Regions from separate parts of the Drosophila melanogaster genome. Here region 1 is linked to region 2. The links are chromatin contacts, called in public Hi-C maps. All regions are on one chromosome and are shown on one strand. The core of a region is the stretch at or near the end of the contact, and the rest is flanking DNA. Distances in the headings are between cores, read along the strand shown. Region 1 holds the start of CG14562. Region 2 holds the start of EMC10 (ER membrane protein complex subunit 10).

Evidence for each region. Hi-C and Micro-C count contacts between places; a contact is called where the count stands out from the background.
Region 1: a Hi-C map of the Kc167 cell line shows a contact between it and region 2, with 1.8 times the contacts expected there. The contact joins the promoter of CG14562 here to the promoter of EMC10 in region 2. A contact is called at or near these places in 3 of 107 Hi-C or Micro-C datasets (the Kc167 cell line, the ML-DmBG3-c2 cell line and eye imaginal disc) and 1 of 6 datasets of contacts at active chromatin or transcription factors (the Kc167 cell line).

What each region holds. Positions count from the first base shown.
Region 1 is chr3L:21,939,378-21,945,116 of dm6, reverse strand. CG14562 reads right to left here and starts at 2,896. Exons shown (of 7, transcript NM_001275270.1): 1 at 2,663-2,896; 2 at 1,059-1,380; 3 at 1-1,000. The coding sequence starts at 1,371. PolH (DNA polymerase eta) reads left to right here and starts at 3,305. Exons shown (of 3, transcript NM_141114.3): 1 at 3,305-3,779; 2 at 3,834-4,330; 3 at 4,389-5,739. The coding sequence starts at 3,348.
Region 2 is chr3L:21,570,546-21,576,515 of dm6, reverse strand. EMC10 (ER membrane protein complex subunit 10) reads right to left here and starts at 2,385. Exons shown (of 4, transcript NM_168925.2): 1 at 2,241-2,385; 2 at 1,605-1,772; 3 at 906-1,289; 4 at 642-846. The coding sequence starts at 2,261. The coding sequence ends at 775. It overlaps SMC5 (Structural maintenance of chromosomes 5), which reads right to left. Exons shown (of 15, transcript NM_168924.4): 5 at 5,509-5,796; 6 at 5,353-5,454; 7 at 5,086-5,294; 8 at 4,863-5,026; 9 at 4,455-4,784; 10 at 4,182-4,399; 11 at 3,901-4,125; 12 at 3,606-3,830; 13 at 3,383-3,540; 14 at 3,209-3,326; 15 at 2,993-3,148. The coding sequence ends at 3,053. It overlaps mir-193 (mir-193 stem loop), which reads right to left and starts at 2,502; the gene lies at 2,395-2,502. It overlaps lncRNA:CR43939 (long non-coding RNA:CR43939), which reads left to right. Exons shown (of 3, transcript NR_073966.1): 2 at 1-127; 3 at 182-483. It also overlaps hpRNA:CR46340.

The sequences.
Region 1 (5,739 bases), core at 1,647-4,146, 370 kb before region 2:
TATTGCACCGACGCATCATCCAGATGACTGCTCCCGGATATGCCCCTCACATTCATTGCCTTGGCCTCGTTCACGAGCTTGATTTTAATGTCTGAGGCACGTTGAGGGCTGATGGTGATATCTAGGTTGTCATCCTGACCCTTTCCTGCTCCGTAGTCCGTAGTCTCGTCCCACTGAGATCGCAGTTCCGGCTCAAATTCCCTGCCGTACGCATTGTTCACCAGCTTGGCCACGTTAAAGTCTAACGGTGACCGTCCAGGCAAGGCACCATTCATGACAACCTGTGGTTTTGCACTGCTCGTCGATTGTAGGGAATCGCTGTCGCAGCTCTGCTGGCTGTGACTGGAACTGACCACGCCCCCACCTGCGCCGCTGGCACTGGCCTTACTGCCCAAGCTTAGGGATTCCGAAAGCGGCTCGTCTCCGCCAACGTAGTCGTTATCCAGACAGCTTACATCCTGCCCTCCACTGGCTCTGCTAGTAAGTGCATCCACAACCTTAAAGGCCACGCAGTAGCGATTGCTGAGACAGGCGATTACGTTCTCGGCTAGACACAGACGCACAGGGACGAAGTTTAGTTGCACGAAGAACTTAAAGGGCAGAAAGTCGATGAAAGCGAACCTAGGCTGCGTGTTCTCATGAACGCACTGGGTGTATTCGTAGAGGTAAATCCTGTCACGACTGCTCACAATGATGTTTCCGGATGTCTGGCAGCATTGCACCAGCTCCGGCGGACTGCGCAACGGCAGCTCAATCACATCGATGCTCTCCACCAACGGTGTCTTGGGCGTGGTCATCGAAGCTATTCGAATGGTAATGGGCAGCTCGTTTAGCCGGCTGTCCGGGAACTTCCAGAAGTTGGCGTAGATGCGTACGAACATCTTCGTGTCGTCCTCAGAGCAGACTGTATTGCTGTTGCTGCTTGATGTGCAGCTAATGGTGGAGGAGGAGTGCACCGGACTGCCCGCCTGTTCCTTTTCAAGAGTAAGTAGGTATTTGCCTGAGGAAGATTCATCTTTAGTAGCGTTTTCAGATACATATACATAATATATACTCACCAGCTTCACAGTAAATAAGTTGCACCACTTCTCCCACCGTGGCCAGCGTGCTCCTGCTCGGCGTCCTCTCATCACCAGCGGTGGTGGTGGATTCTCCTGCCGTCTCATTGGATTGTCCAACGTCCTCTGGTGCCGTTCTTGTGTGGTCCTCAGATTGAGCCTGCTTGGCACCTATGTCGTAGATCTCGATGAACTGTTCAGCACTGCTGATGGCTATGCGGTTGTTCCCGATAAGGCTGGCCGCCAGGATGTCACCGTTGAGGGCATACGTCTGCTGCCTGGCAAAGTTGTAGGCCTGCAGGATCTTCACCATGGTGGCTCTCTACAAAAAAGACGATGAATTCTTTTTTTACGGCACTCTAGAATTACAAACTAAGCCCTCAGCTTAGTGGAGTGACTTCATCGCCGGACGTACACAGACTGATGGCCTCACCGTGAATCAGCCACTAGAGCAGGGAGTTCTCTGACTGAGCGTGGGACAGAGAAAGGGAGAAGTCCGAGTGACAGTGGATTGGCGGACCGCTTAGCGGGGCTCAAGTGGTTCTTATTTGGGCATGTGAACCATTAGCATAATTGTGCGCTTATACTGGGGTTAGGGATCGGAAGAGTGGATGTGCCGATGAGGCCTAAGGCTAGCGCATATGGGCAAGCTAGGCTAGGATAGGGCAGTTAAAAAGTGAAGCACTTAAATTTAATAAGAGTTAGCCGCAGAATATTTCGGGATTGTAGATAAAGTCGCGATCAAAATTAAATCTTTAATCGGTAAAAATTTTGTTAATCTACGATATATGTATGTATACTATCTGGAGTCACAAAAAGTAGGGAAGCAAATAAAACTGTGATAAATACATTTTAAATTGAAAATCCAAAAATATCACTCGCAGTACACCTTTTTCATTCACCATCCGTCTTTCAGAATCATAGATATGCAATCGAACTTTTGAACACCTTTTTTAAAAGAGAGAGTGGTACATTTGGTAAAACAAGAACCCGTCCCAACGTCGTGCGGCATCAAGTATTCCAATAGGTCAGTGCTGCACCTTTACTTCAGGTGGAAGTCCTGCGTTGTTGTATTGTACGCTTTGACCATAGAGTAAACAGACAGGAAATTAGGTCACGATAGTATACAAAAACACGCCCTTCCTGATTTCCGCCGCCCACCACCACCGGCATTCTATGAGGCGATTAAAGTGGGCCCGGTATCCCAACCCCGATTCCGAGTAGCTATACGTGAGTTAGCCCAATTAAGCCATTGGACATTCGCTGGACATACCACTCGGCGCATCAATCAAAACAGCCGGCCAGGAGGCGGACACGGAAGTGGCATAGCCGGAAATAGACAAGGATTGAGATTTATTTCTGGTCGCTCGGTCAAATCAATAATTCCCGCGTAATCCGTGCGTTAACCCAAATGAACTTGGGAAATGGAGAAGCCAGAACATGCAAATGTGTGTTACGGCGGGGAATGGGGTCACTAAGAGATGTGTGTGCGTTTTCAGTTGCATTTTGGCAGCGGCTTATATGGAAAAATCAATATCTAAGCATTTTGTTAGAAGGTGCCGCTGGAAACTTGGCAAATAATTTACTCTTTGGCAATGTCTTACGTTTAAACTCGTTTTATTATTCCATACAGAAAAACAGAAGACAGGGTTTAAGGATTTCTGAAATGCATTCTTCTTCGGCGTAGATGTTCCGACAATATATGTTACTTATTATTAGGTGGTAGTTATGCCACGTAAATATAACTCCCAGGACTCCCCGGACTGCACATAATATTTACTCGCGTTTGTTTATATTATTTCCGAGTGAGAAACGACAAACTATAAAATATCCAATATAGTGTGACCAGGTTTTGCTCTAATGCGAAGTACGGATTGGGTAGAGATAAGTATTTTTCAAACTACGCTAGACTACAAAGCATCGATACAAGGGTACGTTATTTAATACTCTCTAATTTTGAATTTCTAAATAGCTTAGTAATAAGAGAGTCTTTAAAAGTATAAAGCTCCACTACTATCGAAAATATGTTTTCAACAAAATTCTTTACTTTTACTTTAAGGAATATCTAACTAAGAAATGATTTATATCGAAGATATAACACAACTGCTTTGATATGTGTTAAAGAGCATATTTTTATTATTATTATTCCGAATTCTTTTATCAGATTTAAATATGGGAAACACTTTAATGTATTCAGTATTCAAAAATGCATCGGTATTTTAAGAAGTCCCCGCCACGGCCACACTCCTGGCGCGCAGTGAAATTCGCGCAATAATACGAAATGAAATCATGTCCAGCGCACGCAGCCATGTCAGCATGCAGAACAAGTACGACCGCGTGGTCCTGCTGGTGGACATGGACTGCTTCTTTTGCCAGGTGGAGGAGAAGCAGCATCCGGAATACCGCAACCGCCCGCTGGCCGTCGTCCAGTACAATCCCTGGCGAGGTGGCGGCATCATAGCAGTGAACTACGCCGCTCGTGCCAAGGGAGTCACTCGCCACATGCGCGGCGACGAGGCGAAGGACCTGTGTCCGGAGATCGTGCTCTGCCAGGTGCCGAATATCCGGGAGAAGGCCGATACTAGCAAGTACCGCGATGCCGGCAAGGAGGTGGCCAACGTGCTGCAGCGATTTACGCAGCTCCTGGAGCGCGCTTCCGTGGATGAGGCGTACTTGGACATAACGGAGACCGTTAACCATCGCATGCAGCAGATGCAGAGTGTAAGCTCTGGCACATAATTTTAAAGCGTTTTATTATTATTTTCCTCGTTGCAGGGAGCCTTTGCATTGCAACCGCAGGAACTGGTGAACACCTTTGCTGTGGGCTATCCCAGCATTGGCGACTACGTCAACAAGATAACAAATCGCTTCGCCAATCCCTACATGGACGACGAACGCTACCAGATGTCCTACGACCAAAACGACCTTCCCGCCGTCCGACAAAGCGACATTCGGCTTCTTATTGGAGCCTCTGTGGCAGGTGAAGTCCGCGCGGCTGTAAAAAAAGAGACAGGCTACGAGTGCTCGGCTGGCATAGCGCACAATAAGATCCTGGCCAAGTTGGCAGCTGGAATGAACAAGCCCAACAAGCAGACTATTTTGCCGTTGACGGAGACCGCCAGCCTCTTCGACTCCTTGCCTGTTGGCAAGATCAAGGGGCTGGGTGGCAAATTCGGTGAGGTGGTGTGTGAGACATTAGGCATAAAGTTCATGGGCCAGGTGGTCAAGTTTTCGGAGGTAGATCTGCAGCGCAAGTTTGACGAGAAGAATGGGTGGGTCCCTTAAGAGGAGTAGACCACGTTCAAAGTAACTTATTTCCTCTTATTCCAGAACCTGGCTATTTAACATCTCTCGCGGCATAGACCTGGAAGCCGTGACTCCCCGCTTCTATTCGAAAAGCATTGGCTGCTGTAAAAAGTTTCCGGGTCGAAATAACATTACGGGGTTGAAAACCCTTCAACATTGGCTTGGTGAGCTTTCCTCCGAGATCAACGACCGCCTTGAGAAGGACTTCATCGAGAACAATCGCAGGGCCAAACATATGGTGGTGCAATATGTGCAGGACATTGACGGCGAGGAGGTGGCCAGCTCCCGCTCGACTGCTCTCAGAGATTACGACCAGGAGTCCATCGTAAGGCTTTCTCTAGACCTAATCAAGGCAAACACTAAAACGTTTCTGCGTCCTGGTAGCGAGTCTGCTTTAAACAATGCTATCAAGTTCCTTGGCATTAGTGTTGGCAAGTTCGAAACCGTCTCTAGTGGGCAAAACAAGCTGCAGGAGATGTTTGCTAACCAGGCTGCCAAGAAACGAAGGGTAAGTGGAGATGAGCCAGGGCAACTGCCTAAAGTTGAAATGGAGAAAAAGCAGAAGCAAACGGACGAATTTAAGATGAAGAGCTTCTTTGCAAACTATTTGCAAGGAGCTAAAAAAGAGGATGCGAAAGCAGACGGCATTTCTGCGAATCCCTTGGCTGCTGCAGCAGGTGCTCCAAACAAGAATTTCGTAGAGGAATACAAACATAAGCTTCATGCGGCCGTAAGGACTGAAGGAACTGTTCTCACATCAACACCAGCGGAGTTCAAGGAAAGCTTTTTTTCACAGTACCTAAAACAACAAAAAAAGACAGGACAGCAAGGGTCGGTTACATCGAGGGAGGACTCCTTAGATGTGCAGGAGCTGGCCGAGGAATTGGACGCCATTGAGGCTGACAATTCGAAAGATTTTGAAGAAGACACTGAAGAGGAGACGGAGTTAACTAGTGATACCCACATGTCTAAGCCTGAAGGACAGTCATCCGATGCCGGACAAGAACAGGATCCAAACACCTTGAATGATTCAACAGGGAATGACTTATACGTTGAAACTGGTATTGTGCCTCCCACGCTTACTGAAGACGAATTGAAGCCTTCAACATCAAAAAGAAAGTTCGATGAGATCGAAAGTTCTGTAAGTAATTACAAGGAGTGTTACGTAGAGTTTGCAGTACCCAACCTTCGCACCGATATCTTGCCTACTATCAAATGCGATCAGTGCGGAGCAAACATTCCCGACGAAGTTAAGTCCCTACAAACACATAGAGACCATCACTTCGCCCAGGAACTAAGCCGAACGCTAAGAAGCACCGAGCGGGAAGAGAGGACGCAGAGCCGACAGAAGATATCTCTTAAGCCGACGCCACCC
Region 2 (5,970 bases), core at 1,136-3,635:
TGAAATGTGAAGCTCATTCGATTTTGAATATATGAGCAACATTTCTTGATATGTAAGAGCAACGAAGTGCGTCGAATAAGCTGGGAATTGTCTGCCAGAAACAAAACTATATAAATCCAGAAATACGGTTTGTATACATTTGCTTACCTTGATCACAAATTTAACCGAAACTTATTTGCAGGGTTTAATGATCAGGACGTTCAAATCACATGGCTGATATACATCCAAACCATCTAAAATATGGCTTGCTTGCCATGAAACAGTCTTAAATTGAGAAATACACAAACTCAAAATAATTGACACCTTAATATAAGAAGAGATTTGAAGTGATTTCAAATTTTGATTACACGGTGTGGACGGAACAGAAATATCCGAAAACCAGGAAAAATATATCGGCAAAATTCCAAACGTTCAATTATCAAATTGAAAGTACAATATAAGCATACCAAATAAAACTCGGCTGTTTGCAGGCATTCAATTAATAAAATATAATAAAATAAATAAAATAAACTGCACACCATTTCCGAAAACAATGTGAACCGAAAATCAGGTGCAAATCCTATTACAAATATTTATATGAGGTCTCAAAACCCTATGCCAACTCTTAAGAAATCCTCTGGGAGCTCAAAAGCATTATTTCTGTGTATATTTAATTTAAAATGTCTCAATCATTTTTATTTTACTCAATCTTTAATCGCTAAAACCAAAGTTGTCTAGGAATTGTGATTAGAAAAAGCTAACAAACAAAAGATTACACCACATCACTCAGTTAACCTATTTTGCACCGTCCTGGTTGGTGGCTCCCGAAATGAAGACCAACAGAACTACCGGAACGATGTACATCCACTAAAAATAAAAAAGTGAATTTGTAATAAAGGATTTCAGGCCAAAGTATTTGTACTTACGTATTTGGCAAAGAAGCCGCGGTTATCCCGAACCTCCCCGCGCTCCCTGGCCTCGCGCTCCCGCTCCACCTTCTGAATAAAGCCAGCAGTATCGGGCACGGGGGCCAGTTCAGCGTGGCGGATGAGGACATCGGTGCTGAATTGCGTTTCCAGTAGCTTATTCACGTCTTCCTGGGTGCACTCTATAGTGGCCGGGGCCGTGTCCTGGGACACAGTGATGCCGGTTACGTATCCGGAGGGTTCGAGCGACACCCAAAGCACGTCATTCAATTGGGCTTGCAGCAGGCGACAGGCCTTGTTGGAAGTGATGAACTGCGCCTTAGCTCCATTTGAATACACCACCGTGGCCTTCAAACGGTAGAACTCGTTTCCAAGGGCCAGTTTCTAAAAAAGGTTAAAGGGGTTATTACTAAGTGCATACTTATTTTAAGATTACGTTCAACAGGAAGGCTTAAACTTAACTGACAAGGCATCTTTTTAAAAACTAAATGGAAACAAACAGGCTATATAATTGAATGCATTTCTACACTTATAGAATACAATGGTTAATGCTGCAGTATATTCAATACTCAGCGAATATCTAGCCACCTCATTCGCCTGTAACCACTCCATAAGATGCACTAAGTACACCACTCTTGGATGGTGAAAAATGGTGAACATTTTCCTACCGGCGTGCCCATGTGCCCGAACCACTGTTACCTTCAGCAAGTCCAGATCGGCAGTGCTCAGATCTGGTTGCTCCACATTGGCCAGACCAGAGTTGAGACTGGGAATCGTCACATTCCCGCGGAAGGAGAAACTTTCCGAGTTTGCAGCCAGCGAGTGCTGGAGCTCCACTGTAATCCAGCTGTCATGCTCCAGGAATCCCTGAGAGAACGTTGGTTTAGACACGTTATGTGCAGTACGTAGGGGATTAACACTTACCCAGCTGCTGGACACTAGACCCAGCACGAAAATTAGAACAAATCCCGCCTTTGAATACATATTTCCCTGCCAAACGCTCAATTTTAATTTTAATTTTTCAATCGTCTGAGGGTTGCCAATAGAGTGACCGCTCATTGCAAAAACAACCTAAGCTCCTAGAAAAATACCAAAATATACTGCGAGTAAGTTGGGGTATTCCGTTTTCTCTCAACAAGCGGCTGAACTGATACCCTCTGTCCGGAATCGAACTTTAGGGATTACCACTACAATTTATATGAGTAGCAAAAATACTAGCCAAAAACATATTTTCCAATTGAACTTTTCTTTCTTGGGACCAAAATGCAATTTTGCAATTCTGCGATTTCAAAGGCAGTATTCAAAACTTGTACACACCCCTTTTATGAAACTCACCATTCTGTTCGTTGCAATCATATTAAATATCTGTGCGCTTCTCTATCTGGAGTACTCAAAAGTTGTTAAAATAGACATTAAAAACTTTTTTTGAACTATGAAATATATTTGTCTGTATTTTTCTAATCTTCACATGAACGTCGAACCTGTGGTTTTTACTCTCATTATGTTGGGACTTAGTAGGCCAGTAGAAGATTTATAAATATGGCTATATAGCAATAACTGCTGATCTAAAAAATCCCAACCATAATAAGGGCACACACGGATTGCGATCAAAACCCGACTTCTTTGGAGCTGATAAAAAACTAACCATCTATCTGAAGTTAACCTGAACTTTTATAGTTTGCGTCGAGGGATCATACTTTTGACATACTTTGCTTAATATTAACCCTGTAAAGAAATGATTTGCATTAAATTGCATATCTAAATATATATAAATATATATATAAATATAAATATATTTTTTAACATCCCAAAATAGTTTATCCAATTACTTAAAAAACATATGTACAAAGGCATCTCTTTACTTAAAAGTATTCGCATTGTAGTGTTAAAATCATTTCACATATGAAATAAGATATAGGTGCTGTTGTAGGGTTTTAAATCGAGGACAAATTGAAATCTGATAAAACAAATCGTCAGGCATCATTGCCTTTGGACTTGTTTACCGGCTTACAGATTTTATTCCGAGTAGGCCAACAGTTCGAAAAGGAGTCCCCACAAGGCTGGTCATTCGACAAAATGCAATAGATATGTTTTGTAGTGTTTAATATAAAAAAATACATATAGTAAATCTGGATGACCCAAAGTGTCTAAGCCATCGGGAATTGCATGCCATGGCAAACAGTTTTTGAGTTGTGAACAATGGAAACACAGAGATGTTCGTTGTAGTTCAGGTCTCGAAGCAACTACAAAGAAGATTTAAAACAGTTAACTAAATATTTAAATGAATAAGCATTTATATTTACCTTAGGTGTTACAAATAAATACTGAGCCGAGCCGTGCTTGGTGGCTTCTTTGAGGAGCAAGTCGAATATGTGACGTTCATTTGTAGCGTCCATGCCTTGATTTATTTCATCGACACACCTAGAAATGGAGAACTATAAATCGGGCGTCAGTTTGCAGCTGGGTTCCGCAATCACCTGAATGGCACGTGGGTGACATGTTGCAAGGACAATGAGTATATGGCGATGGACACTGCGCGTTCGCCACCAGATTGAATAAACTTGTCCAGCGGCTGCAGCTGGAGACCTCTCCTGAACTGGACCATTATCTGAATACCATATGAGTCAAAGTCATACTAGAATTAATAAAGTGAAATACATTTGAAGTAAAGTTTTTATGTAGGACAGTTTAAGTTCTCACTTTGTCGGTTTTGGATAACACAACTTCTCCCACGTATTCAATGGACTCCATAAATTCGCTGAACTTGGTACTGATTGTTTCTACCAAGCTATTAAGTTTGGGCTCCCATTTGTCGTATAAATTGGACATGCCAGACTCGATGCTCTTTGCTTGGTTAACAGACTCTTGAATTCCTTCCTCCAGTTGCTTGACTTCATTTTGCAGTCCTTGATAGCTGCTGATGGCCTGCATATTTTAATATGGAAAGTTATTAGATATATCAGCTTCAGTTCACTAATTTAAAAGAGTGTTTTACCTCGGAGTTTACACTTTTCATGCACTCCAATCGTGCCTGAAAGTCATGTATTGCCTCTCGTAGTTCGGGCAAATCTATATTTTCCAGCTCCCTAAATTCCTTCTTAAAAGGAAATTTGCTACTGGTTGGAATTTCTCCGTGGCAAAGGCCCTGAATAGCGCTCTTTCGTTTGTTAACGTCGCTAATTTGATTTTCTAAGCACTGCAGCAACTGTTGGAAGTCTCTCTGCAAGCAAAACATTCCTATAAATAAATTCCTTAAGTGCATTTCGATTTCCTTACGGTTGCTGCTTTACTCTGTTCCTCGCTTTCCTTGAGGGCTTCAATTTGAGTCTCATGTTGCAGCATATAAATGGATACCTTTGTCTGGGCCATATTCTTTTCAATTATAAGTCGGTCAATAGCTTTCAAGCACGAGCACAATTCCGCATCAGCATCGAATATTTTTTTTAAGTCTTTATGCAAACTGTTACAAAAATTGGTTTCAAGACAGTCTAGCGCTGAAAAAACACGGTTCATAATGGCTGAATATTTAGTGCACTAAGAAATACTTACAATCGCTATTGCGCAGGGCTTCCAGCTTCTTTTGGAGCGTTTCAATTTCGGTTTTCAGGCTATTAAAATGGGCTATTTTTTGGTCAAGCTTTCGTCTCTTCTCTTGCTCATCCTTTGCAACAGCTTGCAATCGTTCAAATTCATTGTCGGTCTGGGTTATTGCGTTTTTAATGCTGTCGCTTTCCTTCACTGCTTCGGAGCACTGTTTCATCACCAGGGCCAGTTGTTGTGAGTCCACTGTAATAAGTTGGTTCTTCGCTCGAATGCTACTTTCAGTTAGAATAGTATCCGACCGATAGCGGGATGCGGTCACAACGAACTTCTTGCTGCCTAAAATGCACAGTACGGAATTCAAAATCAGAATTTATACATTTGCGAAGCGAAACCGAATAAGAAAAATATACACACCGCCGAAATAAACTCGGATAGCTTTTGGAATGGATGAAGTGTAATTGCCCACAGCTTCTGTGCCAATTGGTATATTATGAATGGAATAGGAAGCGCACAGCTTGTTTATTAGTGGTATTGGTCCCGTGACAAGATCCACGAGGTATGACCGAAATCCGAAAGAGCTGTAAAAGTATTTAAAACTAGGTATTGGACTAGTATTGGACAATTGACAAGTGCATACCGCAGATCATCGATGGGAGTTTTGGGACTGTACACGAGTCTATCGGATGGTGCGCAGTAAATAACGTTAACTCCCAATTTTTGCTTCACACACAACTCGTTGATCAGGTCCGACATATCCCCCTTGTCCTCACACGCAAATGCAAATAAATCGCGCTGCGCCACAACGTTTTCCAAAAACTTTGCGTCCTCATGATTTTGTACTGTAAGCTATGATAGCGGTTTTAACATTAGGCCATTGGTAATGGCTTCATTTTGAAAAGCTCACCTCAAGTATCATTGGGTCATAAACGTTCAATTTGTACCTTTGCTTATTTTGCGCCAACCAGTTCATGGCCACAACCAAATTCGGATTTTTTGCTCTAATTTCCTAAAATGAAAGGTAGCGTTAAGTTGAGTTTTCATTATTTCAGTAAGAACTTACATCAATCTTTTGCATTTTGACGTTTCTCAACCGCTCTATTTTAAGTTTATACGCAGTAATTTCAGGAATCATTTCATCATTCAGTTTTTGTTCCAGTTGTCTCCGTCTGCTGTACTGCTCCATTGCTTTCCCGCGGGCAGCTGCGCACGATTCCTTAGCCCTTTCAAGTTCCGAAACGATCAGAGGCCTGCTCTTATTTAGGGTTTCAAGCTCGTAAATTTTATTCTCCACCAACTGATTTAGGTTATCACACTCTGTGGCCGTTCTTCGTGATTTTTTAATGTTTTGCTATGTGACAGAATGTAAGATTAAGAGTTATTCACATGATCGATATATGCAACAAGAACACCAACCTCCAGTTCATATTTTTTTTGGTAAATTCCTTGCTTCAAAGAGTCCATTTTACCATCAATAGCCGCCTTCTCCGCTACAGCGTTTTCTAATAAGCGTGTCTAAAAAAAC